Linked DNA regions of Mus musculus: all the other regions are linked to region 3. The links are chromatin contacts, called in public promoter capture Hi-C maps. All regions are on one chromosome and are shown on one strand. Each heading gives the region's core, a stretch centred on a gene start, on an enhancer-like site or on the middle of the called end of the contact. The rest is flanking DNA. Distances are from core to core; before and after follow the strand shown. Region 1 holds the start of Ulk2 (unc-51 like kinase 2). Region 2 holds the start of 2310033P09Rik (RIKEN cDNA 2310033P09 gene). Region 3 holds the start of Dhrs7b (dehydrogenase/reductase (SDR family) member 7B).

Region 1 (3,468 bases), core at 531-3,030, 1.0 Mb before region 3:
CTCATCTTAGGATGCTTTGTGCCACTTCTGTGGACTAGAACTAAAAAAAGAAAAAAAGGGGGGGGGCTGGAAAGATGGCTCAGCAGTTAAGAGCACTCACTGACTGTTCTTCCAGAGGTCCTGAGTTCAAATCCCAGCAAACACATGGTGGTTTACAACCATCCATAATGAGATCTGACACCCTCTTCTGGTGGGTCTGAAGACAGTTACAGTGTACTTAGATATAATAATAAATACATCTTTTAAAAACTTTTTGTTTTCTAGTGTTTGGTGTTTGTTTGTTTGTTTGTTTGTTTGGTATTTCAAGACAAGATTTTTCTGTGCTTAAGAAAACAATTTTTACTTTACTGCTATGGTTTGGATGGTTTGAATGTGTTCCTCAAAGTTTCCTGTGGTGGATGCTTGGTCCTCCGTGTGGCAAGAAGTAAGTTGAATTGAGAGACTGTGATACGGGTTCTTTCAAAAGTGAGTTGTTATACAGTCGTAACACTGGTCCCTTCTCAGTCTCTGGTTTCTTTGCCCTGTGATCTCTTTCTGTCCCATAGTCCCTTGTGAAGCCTTTTTTCATGAGCTCCTTGTCAGAGCTGGTGCTTTGCTGTTTGGGGTGTCAGCCTCCAAAACTGTGAGCTGCATAAATCTCATTTCTTTATAAGGTGCCAAGCCTGGGGCATTTTGTTCTAGCAATGGAAAATGGACTTACTGAGTCTGTGGTATTCTTTTTTTAGGAAAAGAAAATGGACTAGAGACATTGCTTTCAGATTCCTGACCTGTCTCAAAGCTGAAGGTTTTTAGGGCTTCTACCTGTTTGTCAAGATGAGTTCCAGAGGGCTGGCTGGAGATACGGCTCAGTGGTTAAGAGCACTGGCTAGTCTTCCAGAGGACTCAGGTTTGATTCCTAGTACCTACATTGTGGCTCATAGCTATCTGTAATTGCAGTTTCAGATCGACACCCTGGTCTGGCCTCTGCAGGCACTAGGTGCACTCGTGGTGCACATATATGCAGGCAAAACACCCATACACATAAAAGTAAAATCAGAGGGGGGAGGGGAGGAGGAGGAAGAAGAGAGGAGAGAGAGACAGAGACAGAGAGGGAGAGGTGAGAGAAGTGAGAGAGGTGAGAGGAGTTGTTTCAGGGGCAGGCGATGAAATTGACAGCAACATCCCCAAACCTGAACACACACTTAGGTATGGGGTCACACATATTGTTTACCATGGCTTTGTAATGCTTTCTTGAGCAAAAGTTGACTATCATTTTTCACCTAAACAATCCGAGGAAAAAAAAAAGCCCGAGGCAAACTGGTAGTTGACTGGTGTGATGAAGCGCCTCCTTAGAAAGGAGGTTCTGAGCCTCCCTCAGAAGTCTAGAGACCCCCAGAAGGCGCAGGTTCCAGTCAGACCCTATCCCTTAGGTGGGTTGTCTAGCAGTTTGCGGTCTGGATTTGAAAGGCAGCTCCCGGAGTTTTTGTCTCCAGTGTCTGCACCGCCTCAGCGACTCCCGGGGCCGGAGTTCAAGATCCGCCTCTTAGAGGGTGGCTTCAGGTCAGGGCGTGGCGGGCTCTAGCTAGCCGCGGGCGCCGAGCCGAGCGGAGCCGAGCCCGCCGCCCGTTCCTAAGCAGCCGCGGCCTCCTCCCCACACCCCTGCTCGCCAACTCGCTCCAGTGACTGCAGACTCGCCCCGGTGCCTGGCGCCGCGTCCCGGGGTGCGCACTCCTTTTCTCGGCGGAGGGAGCAGGACTGGGGCGCATCGTCCTACAAGACGCGCTGACGTCGCACAGGGCCGGTAGTCGGCGCGGAGCGGCCGGCGCGCGCGCGTGCGTTGGGCGCTCCCGCGAAGCAGGCAGAAGCCGCCACCGCGGCTGTGCGGGTTCCAGGGCGGCGGCCGCTACACAGCAGCGCCGCGGGCGCAACAAGCGGAGGCAGCCGCACCTGCGGGGATGGCGCGGCCCCGGCCCTGCACCGCTGTCAGGCGCGCGGGTAGCTCCGGGTACGCCCAGTGACGGCGGCGGTGCCCTCGGCCGGGCAGTGCCCAGGCCGCTTGGCTAGAGCCCCGCGGCCGACGGCGGCCCGGGCCATGAGAAGCGACCGGGCCCAGGCCTCGCTGACCCCGGCTCCGCGCGGCGGCCCGTCCCGTTTCCGCTCCGGCCTCTCGGCATGAGTGTCCATCCGGGCCCGGGGCCGTGGCTGCCCCTGTCCCGCCGCCCGCGGGCGTGCTTGGGGCCCTCGGGCCCGCGGTGCTGATCCCGGTTCTCCGCCACGCCTGCCCACCCTAGCGCTCTATGTCCCGGGGGCGCGGCCATGGAGGTGGTGGGCGACTTCGAGTACTGCAAGCGGGACCTCGTGGGACACGGGGCCTTCGCTGTGGTCTTCCGGGGGCGGCACCGCCAGGTGAGCGCCGCCGGCCCGTTGTCTGGTGCGAAACTGGGGAGCCAGCGCCCCGGTCCTGGCCGCTGGGCAGGGCTCCCCGGGCCTGCCTGCCTTTGTGCTTGCTGTCACTGTCGCAGGGTTTGTTTTGGAGGCCAGAGCCGCTAGGCTGAGCTCCACCTACCGACGGGCGCAGAGCCACTGATGTTCTTCCCTGACAGTGTGCTGGGTAACCGAGGTGCGCCCGGGGACTTGCTGCTCAGAGAAGCCACTGGTCCCGAAGCGACTAGGACTCCAGTGTTTGCACAGTGTAATGTGCTTGTCCATACTATGGGTCGGTGGACCTTTGTCCCTTCTCCCTGCCCCGGGCTTTCCGGAGCTTGTCACCTTTACCGTGGATAATTGCACACCCAGCGGAAAACGGGCGCGTTTCCCGTTAGTCTGAAGCTTTCTCAGACTATCACGTTCCTCTGTGTCTGGGGGAGCTTTGTAGTATCCCTCCCCTTTTTGAGTTAGAGGAAATAAGTGACAAAGGTAGTTGGACCCTAACCTAATAATACAACGTAGATGCAAGTTCAAACCTCAGTTGTTTGGGTTTTTTTTTTTGTTGTTTCTTTGTTTTTTCCAAGCCACTGTTTCGCAAATAGGTCACACGAGGTTATAGAATCTAAAGAATTTGAGAAGGCACATTGAGACTGGAAGTAATTAAAAAAAAAAAAAAAAGCTTTGGTTATTCTGTTTGTTTCAAGAGTGCCTATTAAAAAGGTACTGTCGTCTATGTCTTATTCATTATGAAATAACTTAAAAGTCAAGGAAAAAAAATAAGAGCAGTGTAATCCAGCCAGGATAACTTCATTAAACTCTATCACTTCCCAAGTTTATTTATCCATAACTCCTATGTGACTGTAAACTTTTTTCAACTGATCCTATATGGTCTTTGTATTTACAACTTTTAATGACTAGTGCTGTAGGACATTGCTATGTATTGTGTTGTTTATGAAATCAGTTTTTTAGTTTGAGATTTGAGGTCTTTGCCATGTTTCCCCACTACCACATATACATTGAGTGGCTAAAAATAAATTTACAGCTTTTATTATTGAGTTGTTT
Region 2 (3,685 bases), core at 821-3,320, 1.6 Mb after region 3:
CAGAGGGACAGTTAGTTGGGCAGGTAGGGAGTGGGCTGGTAGCTACTTGGCATCCAGGGCTCTGGTGTCCTTTGGTGTAGCCATTCTCAGTCATCAGAGCTTCTGTCTTGTCGTCTGCGGGATGGATTCCTTCCACTGTCCTGGCTATGTTCCCGCTTCCTCTTAGAGCAGGGAGAGAAGTCAGAATGTCTCTGGTGTCTGGGCCTACAAAGACAAGGACAACCAGACACTTAAAGGGTCCCTCACCCTGCCAAGCACCACACCAGGCCTGGCTAGCTTTGCCTCCCATTTCCTTAGTGTCCCAGGTAGAGTTGGGCCTAGCCTACCGGGGAGGAGAGGGAGATGAGGAGCAGCTGTCAGCCTCCCTCTTATGTTCTTTGTCTTTCTTCTTTTTGTGTTTCTTGTGTTTCTTCTTCTTTTTCTTCTTTTCTTTCTTGCTTTTCTTATGGCTCTCTGCACTGCAAGAAACAATACAAAGGATCCGAGCTTGAAGGACTCGTGTCTACTCGACTGTGGGGTAGTCTCACCCAGCAGGGAAAGGCAGACTAGAACAGGATCCATTGTGCACTGATAATATCTACATGTCGGGAGTTCATATTTATAAATGAGCTTATTAGGCTCCATGGCCACAAAGATGAGTGCTGGAATGCTGCCAACCTGGTGAGCCTCCTCTCTCCTTGGAGACAAGTTCTCATTATGCAGCCTTGTCTAGCTTGGAACTCACTATTTTACCTAGGTACAAAGTTGAGATGACACAAAAGTAGAAGTAACCAGACACACGTACCAGCTTGTGAGAACTCTGAGAGATCAGCCTGCTGTCTACCAAATGCTGGGATTAAAGAAAGTTGTGTGCCGCCCACCCCACAAGCACCTCCCACCAAACTGGCCAGTATCATGGTCCTGAGCGTCACCCTGCTGGGTCACCTATGGCAGCTACTGAGACTCCAGCCCAGAGATGGAGGTCCGCCTACTTCAGTCAAACTAAGAGAGCTAAGGCAGTCTGCCCCTTTATGCACAGGGAGGCAGACTCAACTTACTCCGGTTCGACCTTGTCCTCAGCGCGAGGCTTCTTCCTGGGAGCAGTTGGGGCAGTGCTTGGGCCTTCGCTGTCCACACGGTGGTGCTGTATGACATGAGTAGCCGTGGTGAGGAACACCCAGGGAATCCTGCCCCACATCTCAGACACCTCTAAACCCCAGGATCCTGTGCATTGGGCTTGACAGGGTTTACCGTGAACACTGACAGCCCAAGTTTGGCAGCCTCTTTGTCTTCTCGGGATAGCGCCACACGGCCCGCGGAGCCACTGCAGGGGACAGAGCATTTGAGGACAGTTCTCAATCACCGCCCAGGCCTACCCTGGACTCCCCAACTAGCCTAACCTGGCGCTGCCCAAGCCCAGGAGCCGGTCCACGCCCTTCTCCTCGGGGTCTCCTCCTTCCCGTTTGCAGATCTCCACGAAGTCCTGCGAAAGCAGGGTAAGATAGGAGGTTCTAGGCCGAGACAGACGGACCCCCCCACCCCCCCCCAACCACCCCGCGGACCTCGAACCCATATCTCAGACTCACCTCCTTGCTCAGGCCGGTGGGCTGTTTCCTCACGTTCTTGTAACCACTGCGAGCAAAGGTCAGGAATGCTCATCAAGGGTCTGGCCCCTCGGTCCCCTTCTTTCCTGTGCCCCGCCCACATCCAGCCCCGCCCCAGGGCCACCCAGATCCCGCCCTCGGGGCTTGCGGTCGCCCCGCAGACCAGGCACTTACAGTGCGGCCAGCAGCGCCTCACGCTCCGCCTCGCGCACGGCTGCCAGCTCTTCCTCACGGCTCGGGCCGGTACACGGCGCGCGGTCCTTCGCGTACCAGGTGAGGTCGCGGCCCTTCTGCCAGCGGCCTACTGGCGCCATCAGCGAGTTGCCCAAGTAGTTCTCCCTCTGCTTGTCAGTCTTCACGTCCTCCCAATTGAACTGGTCTTGTCCGCCACGCACGCCACCGCGATTGGAGCCGAACATGGCGCTGGAGCCACTGCACAGCCTTCAGTACCCGCGGTCTCTAGTCGGACTTCCCGCAGCACTCCGGACGCACGCCGTGACGTCACTCTCGCGCCCCCGCGCGCGCCTGCGCTCTCGCTAACGTGCCCGTGCGCCTGCGCACTGCGTATCCGAGGGCCTTATCAATCAAGATCCTCTTTCTAAAGGGCGTTCAGGGCTTCTCTGGCGCATCCTTCATCCTAGTGCCACGTGCGCCTGCGCAATAGCTCCTCAAAAAGGCGGCTGTGCTATCCCACCTGATAACTCTCGTGTGAAGGAATCTCGGTGGAAGGGGACACTACAAAACCTTAGTGACACCAGGAGGGGCCGGCCCCTTGCTTTCTGGAAAGCCAAGAATGCTAACTCCAAAGGTCCCGGGTCACTGTTGAAACTAAGTTAAATAATGGCAAACCTTCACGGAACAGAGGGACAGATAAAGTCACCAAAGAAACATGGATTCACTCTTCCATGCTCTGGGTGACAGAATATGCGTATGTGACATGAAAGCCAAAGCATCCCTAAACCAGAGCGATCTGTGTTCTCTGCAGGTGAAGCTTTACTGGGCAATTTACTGAGGCTGCGCCTCAAAATGAACAGAAACTGAGCTACATCTTAATGACAGATCACTTGCTTAACATGATGGTCTTGGGTTTCATCCCTAGTCTGAAAAAATACCCATCCTGGAACTCTCTAGCATCCCAAATAGACCAAGACAGCCTCATTTTTATGTCTTCATCCTGAACACGTTGAGTACCTGCCACAGCTTGTGAGGCTCTTGGTATGAGCCCTGAGGTCATGGCCTGGCTTTAGAGGACACAGTTGGGACAGATTCCTCAGAACAAGATCATACTCGGGATGAATGGATGGTCCCAAGGGGAGCTGCACAATAAAGTGGAAACGTATCCTTTATTTGCCTGATGTAATTGTCATTTCTGAAGCTTACCGCCTCTGTCTGCTAACCCAGGCCTTGTCCTGGAAGCTTCTAGCCTCCATACAATCTTATCTTGGCCTAGAATGTTTTCAACCTCTGAGACCTATTGCTGAATAAGCTCACCCTTTAATGCTCTTCTGAACTCTATCTAGCTGGGTGGTCAACTCAGCTATTCTGGCTCAGACTCCTCCACACTGAATGATTCAAATTGGCTTCTTCCAGCTTCCCCCGAATTGCTCTGCTTGGCCTCATACGACCTTTGGTATTATGTTCTAATCTCTGGCTCATTTTCTGGCTCGTTCTGTCTTCACCTGGCTAGTTTGTTCTTTCTCTGCAACCTGTCTCTGTACAATGGTCCCAGTAAACTGCCCTCTCCTATTCTTTCCCCTAAGTCACTTCTTTCCTCTCTGTTCTCATGAGAGATAGGCATATCCTATTCTGTCAAATCTCCCTGAGTCACTGGAAATCACTTTCAAACATGGGTGCTTCTTTCTAACTAAGTTTACCTTCATTGGGATTAAAGGTGTGTACTAAGGCTGAGGCACACAATTAGAAATGTTTTTTTCCAGTAAACAACAAAATCTGCAACAATAAGGGAGCATCGGTCAGTCATGTGGGCCACAGCAAAAGAAGAGCATACTAGCCGTCTCCTAGGAAAGGTCTCCAGAAAGCCAGGGAGCAGCTTCTGGGCCTTCACCTTTAACCAGGCCAGGTATGCTTAGGACACGGAAGGT
Region 3 (3,456 bases), core at 559-3,058:
GTGCCTGGCACTAGGGTTTGAGGAGGAACCTGGGCCTCCATACTAAGCGGGTGCACAGGACTTGTAACAATCTTTCAATAATTTCTCTTACAATGACCAACTCAAAGGCAATCTTGGTTCCCTGGATGAGCATGGCTTTTGCATAGAGGAATGTATCTAAAAGCCTGCCTCCCCTCATTAATTTGCTGCAGCTAAGCTTCCAGGACTCTTCCGAAATGTAGAGATACTACTACTGACTTCATACTCTGCTGTGATGAGGAAAGTGGGTATCTACAATAGACAGATAGTGGTGGGTACTCCAGTTAGTTTCCCTTCCTGCACTTCTAAAACAAGTAGGTCTTGATGCCTAATTCAAACCTTATCACTAAGGGGTCCCTTGCCACCTGCTACTTCTCTAAAGCTTTCCACTACCCCTACAGGGTTACAAGACTGAAAAGTCTTTACAGGCAATTCCACTAAAAGTAGTAAGTACGGGGCTGGAGAGATGTCTCATTAGTTAAGAGCACTGACTGCTCTTCCGAAGGTCCTGAGTTCAATTCCCAGCAACCACATGGTGGCTCACAACCATCCGTAATGTGATCTGATGCCCTCTTCTGGTGTATCTAAAGACAGCTACAGTGGGGCCAAGGGCTTCCAAGGCTGTGGGTTATGGGAAGCTCTAAGGACAGAGGGCCAATGAAGGCTGTGGATATGCACAGTGGAGACTCTTTTAGTTACTGTATTGACATTGCCTGCACTGTGTATTGCTCAGACAGGATGTGCTGGGCACTAAAGATCATGCTGCCCTGGCACCCAAGTGTTAAGGTCAGCCCTTCAACCCTCTGCTTGACCATGTGAGCATCCTGGATCCCAAACATGAGATCCTGCCCACCACCACCATCTCAGAACAAAAAGGTGGGAAGCCAGAGCCAACTAACATGTCCCAGTCAGTGCCTACAGGGTCTTAGCAGCTGTGTCTGGAGGCTGGCTGTTGTCCTGTAAAGACATTTAATAAAATATCGCATAAAAAGGAAAAATAACAAAAGTAAATACCCACCTGAGAGCTAGTGCAAGTGTTTGTGTGGAAAGGCGTATGTATTAACTCTCAAATCACTATACTAAAGGCTAATGAACTGAGAGTAATGTATGAGTACCATGTGTTGAGTACATGTAGCCACTAGCTAAGCCCTTGCAAGCAAAAACTTATTTACTCTTCACTACTGCCATATTTCTAAAGTTTTAACTGAAGAAACGGTCGCTGAATGTTTAAGGCATCCACCCACAGTTGCACCTGCTAACCGGCACAGTTAGGGTTGGAAGTGTCTAATCTAAGAAAGCTGTTCTCATGGATGTTCCAAAGTCAGAATCTTGCTCGCCCTTTCCGAAAACCCAGATCTCCTAACCATCCCCGGGCAGGAGTGCCACTGGGGTCATGCCACAGTAGCTATGCACACGCGACCTTGCGCGCTCTAGGCTCCAGACCCTGAAACGCACACACAGAGACCAGGTGATCTCCGCGATGAGCGTGCCGGGGCGGAGTGCCTGAACCCTGCTTCCTTCACTGTGGGGCGCCGCGGGGAACCGGAAGCTATCAGGATCCACAGCCTCCCCAGAACGTGCTCAGCCTCACTCAGTCACTTAAAGCAGATGTACCCCGCGCCTCCGCTTTAGACAGGACACCGTCCTCATTTCCACTCACCAAGAGGTTGCAACATCCCTAGCCTTTACCTAAAGGACGGAGAGATCATGGTCAATCAACTTCATGCTCCCGCCTCGGAATTGACGAAATGCAGCTTGGTTCCGTCCAATCACAATACTCGGGAAGCACATGCGCTCTGAAGATGCGCCCAACAGAGGTAGAGTTTAGCCTTTGCGGTCTAAATGACGTCAGTCTGCTTAAGTCCTATACCGTAAATCTTCCGGAGGAAAATTCTAAGTAGTGGTTTGGGTTCCATCGGTTTTCAGAAAAAACTGAACTTGCTCTGCAAAGCTGAGTTTGATGGCATATGGCTGTTATCCGAGTACTTGAGAAATGAAGGGAGGCAGCTCAGGAATACAAGGTCCCCTTTGGGCTAGGCTGCATGACACTGCTTCAAAAAGCAAAAATAAATGCTACAGTTGCCAAGATTATTATAAACGGCGATGTGATGTTGTTACAAAGATGGGGAGAGGGGGCTCGGTTTTTGTTTTTGTTTTTTAAGGAGGTTAGAAACAGACCTACACATAAGTAGTCACTTTTCCTTCCAACAAGGAGCCACATTTAACACAACTAGGAACGTACTATTCTAGTATTACTATTATATATATATATATATATATATATATATATATATATATATGTATATATATATATTACATACATACATTATATACATACATACATATATACATAAATACATATGTGTACATATATACATATATATACATACATATATGTCACTATTACATGTAATATTAATACTATTAATAGTGCTAAGTCTAGGAACTTTCTTTATTCTTTTTCTTTCTTTCTTTCTCCCCCTCACCCCGCCTCTTTTTGGGTTTTTGAGACCAGTGCTTTCTTTATGTAGCCTTGGCTGTCTTGGAACTCGTTCTTTACACCAGGCTGACCTCGAACTCACAGAGATCTGCCAGCCTCTGCCTTCCAAGTGCTGTGAGTTCAAGACTAGCCTGGTCTACATCGCGAGTTTCAGGACACCCAGGACTACAGAGAGAGACCTTGTCTCAAGATAATAATTATAACAACAACGTCAACAACACAAGAGAGTGTATAAGCAATACAATTTGTAATACATATAGCTGGAAATAAATTTTATTTCAAAAGATACAAAGTTTGCAGAAAAAATTATTATCTTAGTTTTTCAAGACAGGGTCTCTCTGTGTAGTCCCAGTTGTCCTGGAATTTACCCTGTAGACCAGGCTGGCCTCAGAGATCTGCCTGCCTCTGCCTTCTGAGTGATGGGATTAAGGGCATGAGCCACTATTGCTCAGCAAATTTATTGTATGTTCATTATTGACTGTTTATTGTAGATGAGAGGAGCTTGCATAAAGATATTTCATGCAAGTTTATAATGTACTTTGGGCATACTCTCCTCCATTCTCTCTAGCCTCCTCTTTCCACCCCCACTTAAGTGTAAGGAGTCACACAGACACACACCCTTCTCTGTGTAAGCTGAAGCCAAGTAGAGAGTTGAGTCGGAATTCCATCCCTCACTGACAAGACCACTTCCCACGTGTGAAAAGAGGCCATGCAGAGAGCAATAACTAAACACTCTTTCCCCTCCCAGTGTCAATGGAGACTTATTAGAAGTCTGGACTTCCATTTGTACCAAATAGTAACAAAGAGTTCCTCTAGGTGTCAGTGAAGGACAAGTGGAATTTACAGACTTCCACATCCATCTGCCAATAGCAAAAAGGCATAAGATTATCCTGCCAAAGTATTGTCCAAGGAAGCCAGCTTAAATGGAAAATGGAAAT

Evidence for each region. Promoter capture Hi-C pulls out the DNA fragments that hold promoters and counts their contacts.
Region 1: a contact with region 3 is called in a promoter capture Hi-C map of embryonic stem cells, with 2.3 times the contacts expected there. The contact joins the promoter of Ulk2 here to the promoter of Dhrs7b in region 3.
Region 2: a promoter capture Hi-C map of liver shows a contact between it and region 3, with 2.7 times the contacts expected there. The contact joins the promoter of 2310033P09Rik here to the promoter of Dhrs7b in region 3. A contact is called at or near these places in 2 of 39 promoter capture datasets (liver and pre-B cells).

Annotation. Positions count from the first base shown.
Region 1 is chr11:61,853,404-61,856,871 of GRCm38.p6, reverse strand. It overlaps Ulk2 (unc-51 like kinase 2), which reads left to right and starts at 1,780. Exons shown (of 27, transcript NM_013881.4): 1 at 1,780-2,385. The coding sequence starts at 2,296.
Region 2 is chr11:59,206,746-59,210,430 of GRCm38.p6, reverse strand. It overlaps 2310033P09Rik (RIKEN cDNA 2310033P09 gene), which reads right to left and starts at 2,070. Exons shown (of 7, transcript NM_024210.2): 1 at 1,758-2,070; 2 at 1,566-1,611; 3 at 1,380-1,462; 4 at 1,231-1,303; 5 at 1,038-1,123; 6 at 327-458; 7 at 1-204. The coding sequence starts at 2,002. The coding sequence ends at 87.
Region 3 is chr11:60,828,983-60,832,438 of GRCm38.p6, reverse strand. Dhrs7b (dehydrogenase/reductase (SDR family) member 7B) reads right to left here and starts at 1,808. Exons shown (of 7, transcript NM_145428.2): 1 at 1,708-1,808. The coding sequence starts at 1,727.